3 separate regions of the Mus musculus genome follow, and all the other regions are linked to region 2. The links are chromatin contacts, called in public Hi-C maps. All regions are on one chromosome and are shown on one strand. Each heading gives the region's core, a stretch centred on a gene start, on an enhancer-like site or on the middle of the called end of the contact. The rest is flanking DNA. Distances are from core to core; before and after follow the strand shown. Region 1 has its middle 8.3 kb from the start of Gm31164. Region 2 has its middle 3.1 kb from the start of Gm30925. Region 3 overlaps Gm30712 (predicted gene, 30712).

Region 1 (4,032 bases), core at 1,259-3,758, 71 kb before region 2:
TCAGATTTTTTTCTTTTGCTCTTTATTCCTGAAATAATCACTTGCACTTGGTACACACTGGCTGACAAAAAACCTGCCTCATACACTGCCAATCACCCTAAAGCACGGTCCTGACCCTGTGCCAATGTCCGAGCTTTCTTGGGCTCCTGGAGGACCCAGAAGTCTTCAGATGGGCCAGGCAGCTGCAGGCCAAGGATTTTCTTTTAGAGACTTGGTAAAATGCTTCTGAGGCATTTCCCTGGGAGTAGAAGCAACCGATGCCCTTCCAGAGTGGTCTGAACTCTGCGCATTGCTCACTCTGATTTATGCAATGTTAAAATAACCCTTCTGTGTCAGCTTCTGGTGTGAGCCTCAGGATGCTTAACCATGTATCGTCTGCACAAAGACATTTCCAGTGTTAATCACCTGGGCGCCATGGATCTGAGGCTCTGCTATGTGAGCACAGCCTTTGCTGTTATTTAGAAGGCACCCCGAACAGTAGTTCCATTTGCCACTGCTAAATTTCCTGCGAGTCTTTCTGCGCGGTGTAAAATTGTTAGGCACCTTCAACAGCTCTCAGAAATGAGCATTCCAAATGTATTCGCCGACTGCGCAAAGATGTGCTGATCCTGGCTCCTCCTGATTTTGCAAGAGAGCGTGGGAAATAGGATACCTAAATGGTAGGAAATGAATCTTGGGGAGAAAAGGGAAACCCGGGGGGCTCTGCAAAGCTTAAGAAATTGTAGTTGTTACAGAGGTACCAACTGGCATGGCCCACTTAAAGCTGCCAGGGTCAGTCCCTGCAAACTGAAGGGAGGGGAAAGGTAGGGCCTCAGGTGGTCCGTCATCTTGATGGCCAAGAGGATGGAGTTCAGTCAGTGGTTGACCATATCTGCTCATCAGTTCATCAACTGCACATGCCACCCAGCCATTTGTACCCTTCTCTTCATCCAATGTGCCAGAGAATAGCTATACACTGAGTAGCAAAAGACAGTTCCCTCATTCAAGTATTCTGGAAGTTCCCCTAACTTTATTTTTCCATTGGAAGAAGCTTCCTGGAAATAAATGGGAGATGAAGCACTAGTTCCTGGTTGAAGTCATTCACCACTCTAGTTGGAAGTGTGCTGGTGATCCAGGGAGCTGTCTGTGAAACTCTTCACTCCATTCAGCATTCAGAGACTTCTTTCAGGTAGCTGGAAGTCAGCCATGATGGGTGTAGCTACACCTCAGAAATGGGAAATCAGCATTTACCAGGCCTTCCTCTCCCCTACCCCTCCTGGGCAACCCCACAGGAAGCCAAAGACCAGAACATTGTTTGAAAATTCACAACTGCCCATTCCTGATCCTGTGATTGTGAATGTATCATAATCCTCTGATCCATATCAACTATGGTCCCTGATATGCACCAGCCTTCTGCCAGCTCCTGGGAGTTAAGTGAGAACACAGACAAGATCTTTACCCCCATGAACTACACATACCATGCCATCCACCTCAACTCCACATTGATGGTTATATGCAATTTTTCCAGACATGCAGATTACCAATCAGAACTTCCAATCCACTTAAAGAAAATAATGGTGACCATAAATGTGAACTTGTCCTATCTCCAAAGAATTGGCAGTTTATACAACATCAGGTAGGACACAGAGATGTCTGACTGTCTAATTTCTGCTTATAATACTGATTATCAAAGGACTCATAGGTGTGAGGCTGGGGTTAACCCCCTTCACCCCCATCTCCATTTTATATGTGAGAATTCCAAAGGAGGAGGGGTAGTAGACTGAAAGTTACACATTTGGAAAGTGGAATAGAACGGGCAATGGAGTCTTTCAAACGGGGCCACACACATCCCTGTGCTTTGTAACTAGTAGAGTGCTCTGTAAGCACCATCCAAGCACCATCCTGAGTGACGATCTTACTTGTTGGTATTGCCCTTACTACTGCAGAAACTGGAGAGGTGCGTCACATGCCAGTCATCACCCTGGATGTAGCTCTGAAGGACAAAACACCCAAGTCAACTTCGTAGGAGTTGTGTGTCCATCTGCCAGCCTCCCATGCAGACTCAATTGTCAATGGGTAGAGGCTAGGAGAGGAGAAGATGGGGAAGCAAAGATTTTCATGTACACTCCACTGTGTTTGAGATGATTAGCTAAGATTCCATTGGTCCCAACCACCCAGCAATCGGTCTTTCACCAGCATTGGGTCTGTCAGAAGAGCCAAGGCAGAGGAGTCCCAGCTGCTGGAGTCAGAGGCTCCCTCCCCTCTACACACAGGAAGCCACTCTTCCTAGCAAAACAAAATGTTCCTGCTTATAATTATTTATTTATTTATTTAAGGAAAAAAAAAGAAAAGAAAAGAAGAAAAAGAGCCACTCGAGGCATAAAGTTGCTCTGAAGCCAGTTGTCTTCGAAAACTCCAAAAATGATAACAACTGTCTTTCTCTTATTTCACTTTTTTCCCCCAAACCATATGGACAGGGCCAGCTCAATGCATCATCGGTTGTTGATGCTAGAGCAGCTGTCGGCACCCTGATAATGCCACAGTATGGTTCGGCTGCAGCCTGCCAAACCACACTGTATGGAAATCATCTTGGAGATTAAAAAAAAAAAAAAAGAAGAAGTAGAATAGAGGGAGGGAGGGAGGGAGAGAGGGAGGGAGGGAGGGAGGGAGGGAAAATAAGTAAATAAATTGAACCCCACTTTGAGCCAGATTCCAACTATGAACCAACCGTTGCAAGGAGGTGGGGGTATCATCCTATAAATAGTATAAAATTCAGTATTGTTCTAACCAGGACACACTGTGATTTGTCTGGTTAATCGCAACTAGTATTTGACCTTTGCAAAGGTACAATTTGAGTTTCAGTGCCAAGAGCAACTTCGCATTTTCTTCTTTTAATTACTGCGCTATGATTCAGAAGTCAGCCACAAGAACACAGTTTGGAAACTTGATTCCCTATAGGTTTTAGAAATGTTTTATGTATTTGTTCTGACCATGAAAAAAAAAAGCTACTCATGACACAGATAACCAGCCAAAAACACACATCTTGGCCTGGTGTCCTGGGATCACCCCTAACTTTTATTATTAAAGTCAGTTGACCAAGTCCAGCCCCTGTGTCCTACATACAGAGAGCTCGTGTTCAGCAGAAGGCATTACCACAGAAAAAAAGCCCCCTGTCTCAGGGAAGGCTCCAGCTCTATACAAGCAAGTGGTGGACATTTGTAACTTGTGTTTAACTTCTATGGGCCCAAGTCCTACCTGTTGGGCCTTCTTTGCTGTGATATATCCTCCTGTGAACATCTAGTAGGGGAGTCAATTAAAAGCAAGACACTTGTCCTAGGAGAGTCCTCTCAATGCAAAAGATACTATTCATTTTCTCAATCCCTTCCCAGCCACAAGGAGGGGAGAGACAATTGATAATTCCCATTTCACGGAGAGAACCGCTGAGCCTTATAATAGAGAAATAACTTGTCTAGGGCTTTGGTGGGTTAAATTGTCTCCACTCCAAAATGAACACTGAAATCTTCACTCTCTGGTGGCGGTGAACGTGGCCTTATTTGGGAATAGGGGGTTTTTTGCAGATGTAATTAAGATGGAAACTGAAGTAAGAGCATACTTATTTATACAGGGAGCCCCTAATCAAATGTGACCAATGGCCTTATATATAAGAAAAAAAAATGCACTGTGGAGACACAGATCTCATGTGAAGCCAACACACACACACACAGAAAGATGGTGTCAAGTCACATAGGGTGAGCATCCTGTAACAACCGAGGAAGACGTGCAAACACTGTAACAACTCTGGGAGAGCCAAGGGGTGGTACAAAGCAACAGAATCCAAGACGAAGACATGAATAGGTTCTCCTCTAGTGCCTTCAGAAAGAGCACGCCCTTTCCCTGGCTTTAGATATCCTACGTTCAGGCCTTGTAACAGTGATTGAGTGAAGTCCTGTTTTGTTTTGGCCCCTACATTATGGAAATTTGCCTCAACTCCCCAGGAGACCAACTGTTCATAGAGCTTGGGCACTTATACCAACTGAATGGCATTTACTCAGT
Region 2 (4,015 bases), core at 1,111-3,610:
GACAGGAATGCTCACTTTTGGTCAGGTTACTCTTTAGAGTTAAGCTTATGTGGTGAGTCATGTGTTTTTCTCCTTTCCTGCTTCAACAGCATCTACAGACTATGTAAATTATACACAGCAGATGTGTATGTAGTTCACAGTTCTGGAGTCTATGTAGGGCCACAGCTATAAGGGTCTTCTTGCTGTGTCAGAACTTTGGCTGTGTGGGGGAAGAAATGTGAAAGAGCTGTGGGGAATGATATGGAGAGAGAGAGAGAGAGAGAGAGAGAGAGAGAGAGAGAGAGAGAGAGAGAGAAGAGAGAGAGAGATATCTTCAGTAACAATCCCCATTCTCGTGATAATAGCATCAATCGCTTCAGGATGGTAGAGCCCCCATGACCAAATCACCTCTCAGAGAACCCATCTCTTACTGGTGTCCCAATGGCAGACACATCCAGTACGAATCTCGCAGCAGACCATAGTGCATATACTCTGTTACCTCGGGTCTATACTTGGAGGCATTTGGCTTTTTCATATTGGGCCATCTGATGGCTCTAAAGTTGTTTCTCACTGACTACACTTGGCCTCTATCTGAAGCTTTGCTAAGTTGAAATGCCTTGCCCCATTACATCATACTCCTGGCTCTCCACCTCTGTGAATTGCCTTCCACAGCCCTTTCCGCTATGTGTGTTGGATTGGATGACCCCTTTCTTGTTAACTTTTGATGTTTCCCATCACTTATACCCAACTGCGTATTCTGAAAGGTGCAACTATTCTATTCTAATATTTGTTTTTGATTAACTTCATCTTTGGTGTCTTCCATTAATAAGAATTCCTCAATTTGGGTATCAAGCCTACTTTGTGATGTTAGCTCTCAGGTAGAAAATTTGTCTCTAAGTCACAGAACTGTCCTTATTTTCTCCTGCTAATCTTTTATTATTACTTTCTCACATTAATAACTAACTCACCTAGAGGGTACAGTTGGTACAGTATACAAATATAGATACTATTGCTCCATATATGTTGGAGCCATGGTCAGCTCCTCAATGTTGTCTGGTAAATACACAAACCCTTTTTGATAACTTCTGAGCCATGATCATCATATTTAAAATCTTTGGAGCTTTTGACTCTAGCTGCATATGTATCAAAAGATGGCCTAGTTGGCCATCACTGGAAAGAGAGGCCCACTGGACAGGCAAACTTTATATGCCCCAGTACAGGGGAATGCCAGGGCCAAAAAATGGGAATGGGTGGGTAGGGGAGTGGGGGGGAGGGTGTGGGAGACTTTTGGGATAGCATTGGAAATGTAATTGAGGAAAATACGTAATAAAAAAAAATAAGAGGAAAAAAAATCTTTGTTCACACACTTTTCTTTCTCCAGGGTCTCTGCTCTGTTCTGGCTTTCTATTCTGGAGCCCCCACCTAGATTTTGTTATGAGGGTATTGTTCACAGGTGAGCCTCTTCCTCAGATCCCCCTCTGCCATGGCTGTGGTCCTGTCATCTTCTGTTTCCATCTTCCAGTAACATTTATGTGTTTTATGAAAATAAAGGGAGAATAAATAAATGCTGGTGGAGCTTTTAGGGGAAAAGCTTAGATTTGGTTTTCATGATTCAAGGCATTTATCATTGTGTGCTTTTTAAGTAGAGCCTTGATTAGGGAAAATTAGTGTAATTGTGATTTTCTTAAGTCGTGTGTGTGTGTGTGTGTGTGTGTGTGTGTGCCTGTGTAGTATGTATATATCTGTGTGGGGTGTATGTATGTTCAGATATATGATGTGGTGTATGCAGATGTGGGGTGTGTGTATACATGTATGCATGTGTATAGTTTGTATGTGGTATGCAGGAGGTAGATGCATGTGTATATGTCTATATGTGTGTGTATGTTCACATATATGGTGTGGTGTGTGCTGGTAGTTTGTATGTGTCTATTTGGATGCATGTGTACATGTGTACAGTCTATATGTGGTATGTATGAGGTACATGCTCAAACTATGATCAGCTACATATGTAGGTATACTTGCCTGTGGCATGACATGGAGGCCAGAGGCTGTTGGATGTCTTTCCTTGATTGTTCTCAACATTAGCTTTTGAGACAGGCTTTCCTACTGGACCTTGCATTTGCATTTTCAGCTAGACTGCATGGCCTATGAACTCCTTGAATCCTCACGATTCTCTCTGTATACCCCTCTCCTGAGGTTACAGGGATACAACACTGTGTCTGGCTTCTTACATTCATTCTGAGGCTGGAACATGGGACATTTAGCCACTGAGCCATCGCTCCAGTTCTTTATTAACATTTCTGAGTCATATGTAGATAGGTACACGGGGCTTCCTCCTGCTGTCTATCATTGTGTGGGGGAGCCCAAGACAACCAGAGGTCTGTTGTTGGTTGAATACTACTGTTAAAGTCAAACCCTGCTTGAAGAATGACTCTGCACAGGATGTTGTCCTTCAGAGCTCAGATCACCCCACCCCCACCCCCTTAAGCTTGTGGTATCTTGGCCTGAAGCCTGTTCCCTTCCCAAAATGTTTGTTAGTACAGTGGCGTTTTATGACACTTTATGGAAAAACCAAAGGGTGGAGGGAAGATGACTCTATTCAGCAAATCCACACATTTTAACCTTCTCTTACTGGAATTTGGAATCCTCTGCATACCTTGTTAGCAGAAAGAAAGAGAGATAGATAAAAAGCTTCAAGAATCTTTTTTCCATGCAAGCTTACGAGTGGAACGTTCTTTACCTCTTAACTCTGGCCAGGACAAATGCTGCCCAGGCTCTGAAAACAGCCTGCTATTTAGAAAGGTCTCAAGGCAGCCTTTGCATAACATTTATGACTGTAGTTATCTTTGCAGGATCTCCAGGAGGGACCTAGGAGGCTCAGGGGGTAGAGGCCACTTTATCCTTGCAGAGTTAACCCTGTAGGCAATGTTGGGGGGCCTCAGATTTAACTCCATCTTGCTCTGAGCTCCCTGGTGCTTGTCTCCAGCCTTCAAACCCCACATAGGCAGCTGAGAGGGTTCAGAGGAGCCCTCTGCAGAAGCAGTCATACCTCTGATTCAGTTAAGGAGAGCCTCACTGTGTTCTGATAAGAGTGGCAAGTCAGAGGCACTGGGGCCCAGACAAGGTCCTTTAGACAAATCATGCTGTTCTTAGATTCTCGGAACTTAAAACCAGGGCCCGTGCTACACACAAGTTTGAGATTATCGCTGACAATTATCTAAAATTAACTGCATTTTTCAAATGAAAAACATTTAGGGGATGATCAGATAAGAGGAGCGCCTATTTATACTTGTTGGGGAAGGGAGGGAGGAGGGAGAGAGAGAGAGAGAGAGAGAGAGAGAGAGATCATTTTTGTTACTCACAACATAAAGGGAGACCCACCCACCAGCATCACTTTTTAGAGGAAATGGAGTTTCTAAGAGGATGCCCAGATTCCTTCTAGATCCAGCCAGAGTGGGGCTGTACTTTCTGAGACACTGAATTTGGCACAAGTCAAAATGTTTGTTCACAGGACTAAAGTGGGGTCTGGTGGGTCCTGGCTGTGAAGTGGATATTGAAGGTCAGTTAGCTGTGAGGAGAGGGCAGTGTTCAGCTGACGGGGGCAGCAGGTGAAGTCTCTGTAACTAGACAGACTCAGAGAGGAAGCCTGGCATGCAAGCCAGCACAGGTGTCACTACCTTGAGGAGAGTAACTTAAGAATCTCTCCCCATGCTGCTCTTTCTGTAGGTGAGGGAGAGAAAGCTGGAAATGATCACTTGGCTAGGAAGCAAGAACTGAAACCAGAACCACACATTTTAAAAACAACTTTGACAAATGATCACCTTGCTTTGGTTTTTCACTCCTGGTTTGGTTCCATTTTTCACAGCACAGATCAAAAGTTGTAACAATTGGCCGGGTGCAGTGGTACCCATTTTTAGTCTAGGAACTAGGAAGCCAGTGGTAGGTGGATTTTTGTGAGTTCTAGGCCAAATAGGGCTACATAGTCAGACCCTCAAAAATAACTAAATAAAACCATATTTGGTTTATTTATCAATAA
Region 3 (3,727 bases), core at 661-3,160, 100 kb after region 2:
CTAAGACCCAGAAACTATCCATAGTACATACCCCATATCCTCTGCAGGGTCTTGTTTCCCCAATCATTGACTTCATTCATTCATCCAATTACTCATTCATGGATTTATCCATCCATCCATCCACCCATTTATCTGTCTGTCCATCCATCCATATATACTCATTAACCCATTCATTCATTCATTCATTCATCATTCATCGTTCATCATTCATTCACTTAGTACACTCTTTGCTATTGTACCCTTATTGGAAAAAGGAGTTAAGACACCGCTCATGCCCTCGAAGAACTCATGGATCTACGGAGAGACAGATGATGGTTATTAATTAATTCTGTAAAGGAACAATGAGAATTGACAGGGAGCACGGATTAGGAAGAAAAGGCTGAAGGGATTTAAAGGAGACTGGTGAATTAGAATGTTCTCGGCTTTGAGTAAGAGACGGTCCGTGGAGCTTGCACAAGGAAGTTTTTTACCTTATTCAGTGGTCGGCTGTAGATAAAGGTGAAAGAGTGACTTCAGATTTGATGCCCTAATTAGGTTCTATCTTCAGTCACCAGTTGCTTCTATTACCGCCCCCCTTGTTTGTGTGTGTGTGTGTGTGTGTGTGTGTGTGTGTGTAGACAAAGTTTTGTATTTGGTTCAGTCCTTCCACCACATGGAGCCAGAAAACTGAAGTCAGGTTGTTTGGTTTGGCAAGGAGCACCTTTACCCACTGAACCATCTCACCAGCCCTGTCACTCTCTCCTTCCATCACCATTGACTTATCTTCCTTCTCTTGCTTTATAGTGAAAGGTTGCAAGGTAGCTGCATGACAGCAATGCATGAAGCAAACTGCACTTACCAGGCTGCAGGGCCTGGAACTGTACCTAAGACAGACACAGGAGGAGAGTTCAGGGAAGTACATGGCAGGAAAGGGAAGGACTTCCTTCATCTTCCAACATCATTAGGTCTGCACAAGCCCGATGCGATGGCACTCACCTTCAATACAGGCGTTGGGAGGCAGAAACAGGTTATCTCTGTGGCTTAGAGGCCAGCCTAATCTACGAGTGTTCCAGGGGGAGCCTACATAGTGAGACCCTGTCACAAAAACAACACAAAGTCCACAGAAGAACTGACCTGGAGTTAACCTGGTTTTTACAGTGTTGAGGTTAGGCCTCATATCCCACCATGCAAAAAAATTAAAAATAAAAAACTTTAAAAGTGGTTTTGGGCAGATCTGGGCTCCCAACCAGATATAGTCACTGGCCTTGGCTTCCCAGCAGGCACACCAGTGAGGAGGCAAGTTTTGTTTATGAAACCTGTACTACCGCCCTCACACAGCACAGTCATTTTGAATCCTCAGTGTGGGTGGATGCTCACCACAAGTTGGTGTGAGCCCCAGGTTTTTCACCCAGGTAGTACTCCCTTGCACACCCACCCCTTAGAGATCAGCATGTATACACCTTCCGCAGGATCTTTGTGTCCTCTACCTGAGGAAGTAGCTCATTATGGTTCTCAATCGTGGGGGTTTGTTTTTTGTTTGTTTGTTTGTTTGTTTTTTAGTGTGACTTTTGCCTTCCAGCTCAGGAAAATGTACAGTGAATGTCATCAGAGAAGAACTCAGAACTATGGTGACCTTCATCATCCCAGGTTGCCACCCAACTTCCTGGCTGCTGGCTAGAGATCGCAGAAGGAGCTGGCTGTCAAGACATCTCATGTGAAAACTGAACAAATTTAATACTGAGGTTACTGAGAGAAAGTAAAGTGTGACACCCTATAGAATCTGTGGTGTCGACTCACATCTTCACTGAGTAAGCTTTCCCTTTAAGCTTCAACTTCAACCCAATTAGGGCTCGGCTAATTAGTTTTGTGCACTGCACAACACTTGGGGGGAAAGGTCATTCTGGTATATAATTTTCTCTCCCTTTCAAAGCCACAAACCTGCCTCACAGGGACAAGGTTTTAACTTCCGCTTCTCAGCAGCAAAACAAGCTGAGTCACATGTTTCTATGAATTCCACCCCCCTAAAACTTCAGATTAATAATAACAGCAGTAGCGTGCATTTGTCCATGGAGCACAGGTGTTGGGGTCTGCACTGGATCTCACCTGTCATAGAACCTCCACAAGATATAAGCAGCCCATATCATACCAAAGCAAGCTATGTTTCACAGTGGCTAAGAATGGGCAGGGAGCATTCATATGATGGGAGAGAATACAGAGATAATAGAAGAAAGAATAAGAGGCCATGCAGGTGGTTGGGAGAGAATATAGACCCATCATTAGGAGACCTTGAACCTTGACTTTAACCATGCCTTGGACAACAATTTTTCCTTTCTAGAAGTTTCAAGGCATTTAGATGGGAGTCATGCTCTATAATAACAAACTACAGGTGACTATGTGACTGCACTTAAAAGGGCAGCTTCTACCATACACATGTTATTCCTGCAAGAATATTGGAGTTTCTCAAGATGGAAGTAGGGAGCGATTCAGCATTGCTTGTTTTGAAGGACACCCTATGCCAGAAATTATAGGAAGCATTGTCACGCTTTCTCATGAAAACAGTTTTTTTTTGGGGGGGGGAGGGGAAGTAAATGAACAGGCTGATGGTAGTCTTCTAGTTGACAATGTTTTGTGCCCATTCAAGAAAAAGTTGGCAATTGTATGATGAGTAGGAAAAGCCTAGAGAGCTGGAAGGGTTCTTTCTGAAAGTCCCTGGGTATCGATTTTGTTCTCTTTGGTTTGGGATGGTTTTCTTTGTTTGTTTGCTTTTTGATTTTGAGTCTCTGACTAACCTCAAAGTCGCTGTATAGCCAAAGTTATCCTTGAACCCATTCCCAATCCTCCTACCCTTGCCTTCCATGGGCTAGGATTATAGGCACGCATCATCATTCCTGGCTTGCCTGAGCACTGGATCCATCACATAGATTGGTGGATAAATCTACAATATTGAAAGATCAGTTAAATCAAGATAGAAACACTGCTTTTCCCAAGCTGTGTGGAGCCTGAGGGCTGAATGTGAACTGGGAACTATTTGACTCTATAATTTATGTAGGGATGCATGCCCTTAGCCAAGGCTTCCCATGGTTCATCTAGTAAATCATGAAACATGGTACAGCACACAGACTCAGCTGTGTCAGGGCCTCATGTACTCATCCCAGTGTCTCCACCTCCTCTCTCTGTCTCAACAAAGTATCAGTTGAGCACAGGGCTTATCCCTGGCTTCATTCTTGCCTGTCCCTACATCCTCCTTACTCTTTCTATAACATCCTGTCCTGTAACATAATAATTTTGTATTAAACCTCTACAGGCAAAAGTTCAGCTACAAAGACACTTGCAGTTAGAAGGGGTCATTGGAAGGGTTCAGGTGACTGGCAGTTGGGATTTCATCCTTAGTAGCTGCAGGAGACCAGAAAGGTGAAAGGATAGGGTCTTCATCAAAAACTCATCTGACAACTGTCTCAGGGAGCGCGCTGTGCACCTGGGCTGGGTTCAGAACACATCTTTATACCTTTATGAGATTGCTCGACTCCACTCAAATTGGCTGGTTCTTATGGAAAGGTAAGAAGCTCAAGGAGATGAGCCAGTGACCTGGACTTCAGTCACTGAGATGTGGGAATCACAGTCAAGCCTTAGAGATGCTCAGAGGGATTCCCAAGAGACTAGACTCTGTAGTCTTTCATAGGTGAGATGGGTCATGACAGTGCATTCAATATGTGGACAATCTGAGTACGCTCAGGGAAACGATGCATAT

Evidence for each region. A called contact is a pair of places that touch in the nucleus more often than the background predicts.
Region 1: a contact with region 2 is called in a Hi-C map of uterus, with 2.4 times the contacts expected there. The contact joins two enhancer-like sites. A contact is called at or near these places in 1 of 39 promoter capture datasets (the 3T3-L1 cell line), 3 of 484 Hi-C or Micro-C datasets (the 3T3-L1 cell line, the C2C12 cell line and uterus) and 1 of 115 datasets of contacts at active chromatin or transcription factors (pancreatic cancer cells).
Region 3: a contact with region 2 is called in a Hi-C map of Th2 cells, with 2.4 times the contacts expected there. The contact joins two enhancer-like sites. A contact is called at or near these places in 16 of 484 Hi-C or Micro-C datasets (the C2C12 cell line, the STO cell line, Sertoli cells and 7 more) and 2 of 115 datasets of contacts at active chromatin or transcription factors (CD8 T cells and kidney).

Annotation. Positions count from the first base shown.
Region 1 is chr8:115,896,182-115,900,213 of GRCm38.p6, reverse strand. No RefSeq gene overlaps it. Among named protein-coding and RNA genes, the nearest start is that of Gm31164, 8.3 kb to the left of the region's middle. Within about 2 kb of position 2,508, at least 12 of the 459 cell types and tissues checked have an H3K27ac peak or open chromatin away from gene starts, as enhancers often do. A contact at or near this core is called in uterus, where this site is marked.
Region 2 is chr8:115,825,111-115,829,125 of GRCm38.p6, reverse strand. No RefSeq gene overlaps it. Among named protein-coding and RNA genes, the nearest start is that of Gm30925, 3.1 kb to the left of the region's middle. Within about 2 kb of position 2,360, at least 21 of the 459 cell types and tissues checked have an H3K27ac peak or open chromatin away from gene starts, as enhancers often do. A contact at or near this core is called in Th2 cells, group 2 innate lymphoid cells and uterus, where this site is marked.
Region 3 is chr8:115,724,629-115,728,355 of GRCm38.p6, reverse strand. The region is part of intron 3 of Gm30712 (predicted gene, 30712); the gene reads right to left. Among named protein-coding and RNA genes, the nearest start is that of Gm51552, 7.0 kb to the right of the region's middle. Within about 2 kb of position 1,910, at least 11 of the 459 cell types and tissues checked have an H3K27ac peak or open chromatin away from gene starts, as enhancers often do. A contact at or near this core is called in Th2 cells and group 2 innate lymphoid cells, where this site is marked.